Linked DNA regions of Bactrocera dorsalis: region 2 is linked to region 1. The links are chromatin contacts, called in public Hi-C maps. All regions are on one chromosome and are shown on one strand. The core of a region is the stretch at or near the end of the contact, and the rest is flanking DNA. Distances in the headings are between cores, read along the strand shown.

Region 1 (5,193 bases), core at 2,239-4,738:
TCGGTGGTACCGACATTTGAGCAGCTTCTTGATGAGAAAAGGACGTATGAAAGGTTTCAGATCGATATCTCAAAAACTAACGGAAAAGTTCGCGTATATACAGACTAATTTGACTCAGCTTGTACGCTGATCATTTATACATATATAAATACTAGGTATAAGCTATATGCTTTATAAGACCTTCGTCGTTTTCTTTTCTTTTGGGTCTTACAAGCATTGTGGCGCACTTTATAAACCCTGTTCAGGATATAAAAACTTTCCAAAAAACTATAAATACTCATACAGGTTAGATCAGGTTAGGTTAAGTGGTCAATCCTAACAGGGATCTCACTTGCATAGCTGAGAACAGCGGTCCGTGGTGTTACCAGCAACTTTTATCTACAAAAGAAGAACCCCTGCTATTGCGAAAAGATTAACTTTACTGACGACAAGTAATACACAAGGTTTCATGCGTTTTACTCTAGATCAAAAAGGATCAAGCAGTCGCACAGGAGCAGGTCGTCCACCAGCGCCAATTAAGCGCACGATTCAAATGCGAGCATGGCAATGGTGTTCTCTTTGGCCAGCTCCTCGGCTTTCCAGTTGGCAAAAATTAAGCTCTAACCAGGCACCCGAACGAGTCTGATGAGAAGTTGTTTAATGCTTTCTGCTATTTCTGGTGTGGACAGACACTCCTTGCCTAGCTTTGAGCGCACAGTTAACGAGCATTAGTATTGCAGCTCTGTTGTCGGAATTTTTGAGGGAGAGCTTCGTGCCGAAAACATCTCCGCCAACCTTCCCTCCTTGCTTCGACCCAACCGTGGAAACGCACACTATACCTCTTCTTCAGCGACTGCTCGAAAAAGCCCCCAAGGGAGACCTTGTGATACAGTAATTCAGAATTTCTGGAATGCAATTGAATAAGAAGAGAATTTTAGTGTGCCGTTGTTCAGTCCCATTCATAAGTCCAACTTCCCTGAGCCACAGAGCACACTTTGCAGCATTGCACTTGCCAATGAGAGCCGTTTTAGTCTACTTGCGGGTTGTCTCACGAACGTTTTGTCGCAGTGAAGACTATACCATATATGAAGTGTTTGCGTTTCGATTCCACCTTAACCTTTTGGCTTCACCTTGCTTTGTGAAGAGGAAAAATACAGTTGAAGCAAAAACTTGGCTTGAAGATGAATTTATGGACACTGCCCCAGGAAAATCAACCAACAAGGATTCCTATGCTAAGCTTAGACGTGGTGAAATGTGCATCGAGGACTGTGCATGAGAAAGTTCTGTGCGAATTGGACACCACGTGAGCTCACTTTTGACGTACTACAACGACGAGTTGATGATTCGGAGCAAAGTTTGGAGTTGTTCAAGCGTAATAAACTCGAGTTTTTGCGTCGACATGGTCGATATTTCACTCCAAAGTACATTCGACAGTCATCCGAGTGGATTGCACACCGTTCCGTTCAAAAGCGTGAAACAGTCGGCTGGCAAGGTCATGACGTCTGCATTTTGGAATGCGTAAGGAATAATTGTAATTGGCTCTCTCGAAAAAGGAAGGACCATCAACATTAGATAGCATTATTGGATCGTTTGAAGGACGGAATGCAAACATTCATTCACCAAGCCAAATGAAAACGATGGTAAAAATCTATTAATTCGGCGTCGGCATGCTGTATTCTCCAAACCTGAACCTCATAGGCTATTTTCTGTCCTCAGATCAGATCAAAAATTGATCTATTGAATGAAGAGGTGATCGCCGAAAAAAAGGCAAGTGTATCCTCCTTGAAGGGAACGAAAAGTACTGGAACCTCTTCTTTCTGCACTTAGCCTTAGTTCTTTCAATCCTTGCTTCTGTAAATACTGAGTCATAGCGGTCTCCTAAGAGTTTTTAAGTCTAATTAGAACATACTTTTAAGGCAAACTCTGATTTCCACCGACAGCGGGGGTTATTTTCACTGGAGATGTGGGTATTTTCTTTCCATAAAGGGAAGCTTTTCTTCCTAAATAACAAACTCAAAAAGTCTATTTTGTGTGAGGTTGTAGTCGGTGTCCAGAATGTTCTGGGCAGGTTTGCTTTGCTGAAATAGTGACAATTTCGTGTGCTTCTCCAGCCACTTTAAGAGCTTTACATTGACTCTTGGTGGAGTGGGCTCAAAACAGCAGGACGGCTATAGTGTTCTGTTAGAAACACATTCAAGTAAAGGAGTCTGCAGGAGTTCCGCTGATCACTTATGTACCTTTAGTAACCATAATATTTTTTAATTGCATTTTGAGACATTTGCATAAAAAATAAAAAAAAAATATATACAAAAACACATAAATTTGCCTTCCACGAAAATTATTGCAAATTAATTCTCAATCATTACACAATCCGCCTGCCAACACTTGACTGCCACTTACCTTGTTTAGTCACACCGTCATAAGTTCAGCGACTCTACACTCCACCAGCTGCGGTTTACCCGAAGAAATGGCGCAAAAAAATGCCATAACTCAGCAAACTGTAACACAAACACACTTGCAAACGCACGCATATGATTCTTGTACGCAACGCCGTCCTGTGCTTTCCTTTTTTCCTTGTTGTTGCTTTTGCCTTTATATTGTTTTTCTTGCTACTTGTTCGCTTGCTGACGCTGATTGCGTATGACTCTTCGGCAGCGTTGCGAGAAGACGTGCAGATGCGTCAATTACGGCACACTGAAGAGTCATTTCTCAAATTGTTTGCGATCTTTTGAAGCTTTTGTCAGTTGGAGCGATTGGAAACATGTGTAAGAAACGAAATGCGCTCTGATTTTGTTAATATTGTATAAATGAGATTTCTAATGACGTAATAATGGGTAGTCGATAAAGTCTTTTCGTATTTTTATTTTTCGGAAGCGAACGAACTGATAAAGCATCGTCTCTGTAAACTTCACAAATTTCATTGGTGGTTTGTGTGGCATTCTTCCCTTTTTTATACAAAAATTGCAAAATATAGCGTATTTCCTCATTATTTTCACTCATTTTTGAACAGCTGTAACTTTTTTTCAACTTCCCCGAATTTAATTTTTTTTTTGGTTAAATGAAGCTTAAAATCTTAGCTTTCCAACACTACATGGTATGACACAATATGATTGGTAGCACTGGAGATATACGACTGCCACGACATCTACTGACAAAATACGAAAATACTTTTTCGACTTCCCAATATATCGGTGAGTATGCCGATGAGGAAAGAAAAAACTACCTGAAACTACTAACTAGCAAAGTTGTAACGCAACTGTGAGGCGAGTTCTCATTTGCTGTTCGTTGGTGTTGTTTTATTGGTTAACTAAATCGCATTTAGTTGTAATTATTGTCAACGAAGACAACTAACGTTGAGTTCGTTCGAAAACTGGAAAGAGCATCATACTAATCTAGAAATTCAAGTGCCTGGTAATAATAAAATTATCAACCTCGATCCAGCAATTCAATGATTTTCGGTCGCCAGATATTTTTCCAAAAAATTTTGCATAACAAAGTGCCAAGAATTTCTCTCAGCGCATAATTTGGCCAAACAAAAATCAAAGTCAGTTGAAAGACTTAAAGAAGAACTGCATTTAAGCGCAATTAAGAGCTACTTAAGAGCCAAAATGGATGCTAAAAATAAAGCTTATTGCCTTATATGCCGAAGAAATTATGTATGCGCGTTCTTTTGTACTTTCTTCACACAGCAAACTGGGTATAAAAATTGTGTGAACTCGGTTCCTCAGCATATTTGTTAAGCCAGAGGCAAGCGAGCAACAACCAAGGCGTGAAACTCAAAAATGTTCCGATACGTTAGTAAAGACTTCTTCAAAAAATATACAGCATTATTTTAAATTAACACTAAATCCAAAAAATAATATTTTCCACAGCTCTCTTTTGCAGCATTGCTCGCAGTTGCGTGCGCCGCACCCGTTGACGAGCAGTTGATGGTTACCGAGCCCATTATGGAGCTGCGCGCGATGGACAATATGGGGGCGGTTGTTGTGCCAGAAATGGAAATGGAGCCACGTGTGCCCGTTATCGGCATCATGGATGCGGCACTGCAGCAATCCACCGACGGCGCTTACAATTTCCATTATCGCGGCGAGGATGGCTCGTTTCGACAGGAGAGCGCTGTAGTCATCAACCCCGGCACCGAATATCAATATCTGAAGATCAGTGGCAGCTATTCGTACTTCGACGCCAACGGCAAGGAGGTGGTGGTGCATTATAGTGCCGACGATCGCGGCTTCGTGCCCGAGGGCAATAACATAATGCCGCAGATTTCGTCGGCGGCGAAGATGAATAGCCAACTGCCGCGTGTGGTGGAGAAGCCGAGACCACAAGAGCAGCAAGTCGAGAATGTACCGAATGTTCCACATGTTTCGCAAGTTCCATATGTTTCGCAAGTACCACATGTTTCGCAAGTACCACATGTTTCCCAGGTACCAGCTATGGGCAGCGTTTGGAATGGCCAAATTATGCAGGTGTAAACGCTGAGTAGTTGTTTACTTATGTAAATTCGAATTCGGTTAAGCGATAAATTATGAAATGTACGCTTTAGGTGTGGACCTTTTTGTTTTTACTTAATTTAATTTATTTTATTTTTTTTTATTTTTTTTTCATTATTTTTTTATGTTTCTTTTTAAGTTGAGTTTAGCATCTACTTGTATTGCTGCAAATGAGAATAAAAAGACTTTTCACCACGATCGCTTGCGTTGTTCAATATCTGTTGCATACTTTTAGGCGCTGTGATCGGTAAAAACTTGGGTTTGACAGAGAACATAGAAGACTTTATCTGCTTATGGTTACTTTAGCGCTGATTTGAAATAGTTGCTAACCAAATATACTAATAACTACAGAGGCGGCTCAATGAAGGAGGTTTTGAGCCCCAAAATCCCTCTATAACAGGACTTCTTGATTTAAATTTGGAAGAATTTTAAAAATAAGTTAGAAGCAAAAAGCCCCCCATACATAAATCCGGATCAGCTACAGAACTCAAATAATAATAATCGGCAAAATATTACAGTGGCGTAACCAGAAAGGGTTTTTGGTGTCAAATCCTTGAAAAATTCAGAGATTTTAGTTCAATATTAGAAGAATTTACCAACTAGAATCAATATTAAAAATATGTTGGAAGAATGAGCCCTCTCAGAAAGAAATTCTGGATCTGAGAGGGAAGTGAGTGTCAAAACCCCCTTTAAATCGGAGATTTTAATTCAAATTTAGAAG
Region 2 (4,533 bases), core at 817-3,316, 52 kb after region 1:
ACTATTTTTATCGCAAATATGCAATTCTTGCAGATAATTCAGTTTTGGTCGGTTGAAAATATTTGCGAAACTCAGTTTGATATCGAAATCTCAAATCACTGCCACAAGTGTGAGCAAGGTCGCTTGCAGCAGGTCTGTCTTGTGAGTGAGATGGTAAATGATTTGCTTACTTTGTTTTCATTGGCGTCGACAATTGGAGATTCAAAGTGTAGCTAAGTCCTTCACTCTCCGACTGAGTAGAGGACTTCCTCATCGACTGCTTCCCTCAGCAAATACTGCGTCGAATACTTTCAAAGTTGGAGTGTTTTCATCCATTATAGCACCGTAGAGCTGAGTTAAAATTTACGCCAAAAATATCACTTACTCCATCAAAAAAAAATTAAAACACTTCTATGTTTTATTGTTCAAGCGCGAATTCTCATAACCAACTAACTAACTTAATGAGTAATTAACTCAGTGGCGGAGGAGTATTTAATTACGTTTTTGCAGCGTTTATAAAGTGTTGACACAACCAGCTTGGGTGTGAATACCGAGCAAGGTCAACGTCACTAGAGCATTAAATTTGACTACGTGTTGTTGGACGTTCTAGAGCAAAACATTAAACATCGAAATATTAAACGAAAATATGAGCCATAAAGTCCACTTAATTATGCGCACGAAATAAATAAATTTATACACTTCTTTTTCTTCTTTATTGGGGTAAACACCGCATACCCTGCACAGTGTAAATTACAAACTGAGCGATCAGAGTCAAATTCTTGTATGGAGAAGTTTTTTATTTGAGGAGATAAGTTCGTGAAATTTGACACGATTTTTTACGAATAATAAAAGTATGACTTACAAAGAAAAATTTTCAGATCGGATCACTATAGCATATAGCTGCCATACAAATTGAACCATAAAAATCATGTTCTTGTATGGAAAACTTTTTTATTTGTAAAGATATCTTGATGAAATTTGACATGAAGTATTGAAAAAGACAATGCAACAATCTGTGCAGAAATTTTTTAGATCGGATGACTATAGCATATAGCTGCCATACAAGCTGATCGAACAAAATCAAGCTTTTGTATGGAAAACTCTTTTATTTGAAGAGACATCTTCATGAAATTTTACACAGATTATTATTAACAACAACGGTATATTTACCGAAAGAATTGTTCGGATCGGATAACTAAAATATATAGCTACCATACAAACTGAACGATCAAAATCATGTAATTGTATGAAAAACTTTTTTTCTTATAAAGATATCTTCATGAAATTTGACAACAATTATTGCCTCATGTAATTCTACAATCTCCGTTGAAATTGTTCAGATCGGATCACTATAACATATAGCTACCATACAAACTGATCGAACAAAATCAAGTTCTTGTAAGGAAAAATTTCTTGTTTGACATGGTATCTGTACGAAATTTGGAATGAGTCATTGTCCAAGGTAACGGTACAATATCCGAAGAAATTATTCAGATCGAACCACTATATCATATAGCTGCCATACAAACTGATCGAACAAAATTAAGTTTTATTTAAAAAAATCTAATATTTTTATAACAAACAACATTTGCAGTCATCTTTGCTGCCAATACTCGGTTGGCAGTACCACCAACATACATATATATACATACACACATACATAAAACGAATGAGAATCGTTTTAAAATTCAAGCATCAAAATTGCAAGCGTTCGAGCGCTGACTGAAGGTGTTTAGAGCAGCGCAATGCAACAACAAGCACAGTTTAAACAACAAATGACACGAAAACAAATGAAATGAATTGAATTCAGATTCAAATCAACACACACACACACATTCATATACAAATGCAACAGCAAGTAAACAGTTAAGTTTTAGCAACTCATCATCGGCAATGCCGTTGTGCGCTAACCACACGAAAAAAGGCGCACGCGCACGCAAATTCACACAGTCTTTAAATGTGCGCTGGAAGTGTAGAAGTGTTCAAGCGGCAACAAACCGCCAAACGAAGCCGCAGCTGCGCAGCACGCCGCGCCAGAAGGGCAGAATGCTGGTCAAGGTTAATGGTGAAAACTAATATCCGACAAGTGTTTGCCAGCGCTCAGATGATACAGCGCTAACACAGCTGTCAAGCGTTTGCGGTTGCTGGCGGTTATTTTTGTTGTTGTTGTTGCAGTGTCGTTTTGCTATTTTAGCAACTGCCGTTGCGCTTGTTAAAGCCGCAAGGCGCACAAATTTCAAGTTTTGCGCGGCAAGCTGTTGGTGGCTCTGCGGTATGAGGCACTTGAAGAGAGAGGGTTTAACTAGATTTCTGTCAAAACTAGGGATTTTATAGAAAAAAGTTATATGGCAATGTTGCAGGTAGTGAAAAGATATATAACTCTTGTATATATATTTTTACGATTTTAATATTTTTAATAAAAATTCAGTATTTTGGGGCATAAGAAGGTAAGTTTGCATCAAATTTCGTGACAGAAAAACAATTTTTGTATAAGAAAAAATTTAAAAAATTCCAAAAACTTGGTTTTATCAATTTTTCTCATAAATTTTGAGGTTATGTGAAAAAAGATATAAATAAAAAGGCCAAAAACTTATTTATATGAAATCTTTAAATAAAAATTGAGGTTATCTGAAGAAAGTCTATATACAAAACTTGTAAATCTCTTTATTACCTACAACTTTGCCATATAACTTTTTTCTAAAGGACGCGTAGTTTTGCCGAAAATCGAGATAAATCATTTTTAATACTCAAAAAATCAACCATGCCGCTTCTCTTACTTCTCCCGAGCAAAGATCGATAGTTAATTATTTTTCCTTTAATATTCGTTATTATATCTATCGTTTCCGATGGGTTTCTAATTTCTTTATTTTTTTTTTTTTATTAAAATCAAAGGCTTCAGCACTACTCCATAAAAAGATCTCCATATCTCTCACCAAAATAAATCATTTAGCATTTTTATTATTAATACCTACCAAAATTTTCCGACAGGGACCTTAGCTAAGTAAAAAATATATAATATAGCTATGTTCAGCCTAAAGGTATGCTACGATTTTCTTTCTAAGCAATGCAGCCAAAGAAATCCATAACATTTATTGTTTGTAATTGCCTACCTTTAGGCGCACAAGTCAAACACAATCCACAAGCACAAATTCCACACTCAATACACATATAACAAAGTCCATACATATGTATGTACTGTAATATATATTATATATATAGATAGATATAGTAGGTATATGCATGCAAGTGCTTTAAAAATCAATCAGACATCGCCTTGGCGGCGGCAGCGACACTCACCTACGCGGCTTCGGTCGCACGATTTCATGACTCGAATCGGTGATGCAGAGCGGACTTAATGCGCCGGCCAAGTGTTCGACACCGATGCGACCCGGGTCCCAGCTGTGACGTCCGGGCATATCGTTGTTGTTGCTATTGTTGGCGTTGTTGCTGCCACTGCCACTGCCGCTACTGCCAGCAACGACACCGCAATCTTTGTTGTTGTTGCTGTTGCTGTATGCGTCGTACTGCTTGTTCTTGCTGTGCTGGTTGTTGTGCTCGCTGTTGTTGCTGTATTGCGGTTTGCAATGTGAGACAGCAGTGTTTGCTACTGCTGCGGTCGCTGTCGCTGCGGTTGATTTTGGTTTCACGGCAATCGTTGGACGTAAATTGTAATTATTGCTGCTACCGACAATGCTGCTGTTGTTGTTGTTATTGCCACCACCAGCGCTGCGTTGCTTGCTGCTGATTGTCGTTCTTGCTGCCGGCAATGGCACTTGCTGATTGCTGGCAATAATCGTGTTGATGTTGGCGGTGTTGGCGGCTGTTGCAGGCATTCGTGCGCTGTTTGCTGCATCAGTTGCACGTACATATATAGTTAGATGGTGTGTGTTTTGGTATAGCTGGAGTGTTAATCTTTTTGTTCGCAGTTGCGGTTTGGCCAATTGCTACTGTTCACTTCGCTTTGTGATTTTCTTTACGCCGTATGTTGTTGTTGTCGTTCGCTGCTTGCTTTTGACACCCACGCGGTTGAGCGTGCTAAGACGTGTTGTGATGTGGCGAGAAATATTTACTGCGTTGGCTCTTAGTGCTGCTTGTAAGTGGCTGCCACTGGAAAAAAATTAAGAAAAAAAATGGTTGATTTTTAATAATAAAAAATAGAAAACGTGCATATAAATTTAACAAATATGATTTATTACATAACTAACATTTTTTACAGTTATACCTTGTACACTAATTCATACCAAATTTCATGAATAAAACTTGTCAAACAAAGCAGTTTCCTATACAATGGCATGTTTTTGTCGTTCAGTTTGTATGTCACCTATATGCTATAGTAGTTCGATCTGTACCATTTTTATGGAAATTATATTGTGGGCTTAGACTATAATGTAGACCAAATTTCGGGGAGACAGATCAGCATATAAAAAAGTTTTCCATATAAGACCTCAATTTCGATTGTTCAGTTTGATCGGATGAAAAAAATCGATACATGGTTTACGTTTAGTCAAGCCAACAACCTATGTCGGGTCACTGACCCCTTTCTTAACATTTCAT

The links. A called contact is a pair of places that touch in the nucleus more often than the background predicts.
Region 2: a contact with region 1 is called in a Hi-C map of whole body, with 1.7 times the contacts expected there. The contact joins the enhancer-like site here to the promoter of LOC105225950 in region 1. A contact is called at or near these places in 2 of 2 Hi-C or Micro-C datasets (both in whole body).

The regions. Positions count from the first base shown.
Region 1 is chr5:65,947,628-65,952,820 of ASM2337382v1, forward strand. LOC105225950 (endocuticle structural glycoprotein SgAbd-2) reads left to right here and starts at 3,489. Exons shown (of 2, transcript XM_011204635.3): 1 at 3,489-3,773; 2 at 3,852-4,766. The coding sequence starts at 3,762. The coding sequence ends at 4,454.
Region 2 is chr5:66,001,360-66,005,892 of ASM2337382v1, forward strand. It overlaps LOC105225951 (ankyrin repeat and BTB/POZ domain-containing protein 2), which reads right to left. Exons shown (of 7, transcript XM_049459045.1): 3 at 3,277-4,086. The coding sequence starts at 3,812. Among protein-coding and RNA genes, the nearest start is that of LOC105225950, 53 kb to the left of the region's middle. Within about 2 kb of position 2,067, the one cell type or tissue checked has open chromatin away from gene starts, as enhancers often do.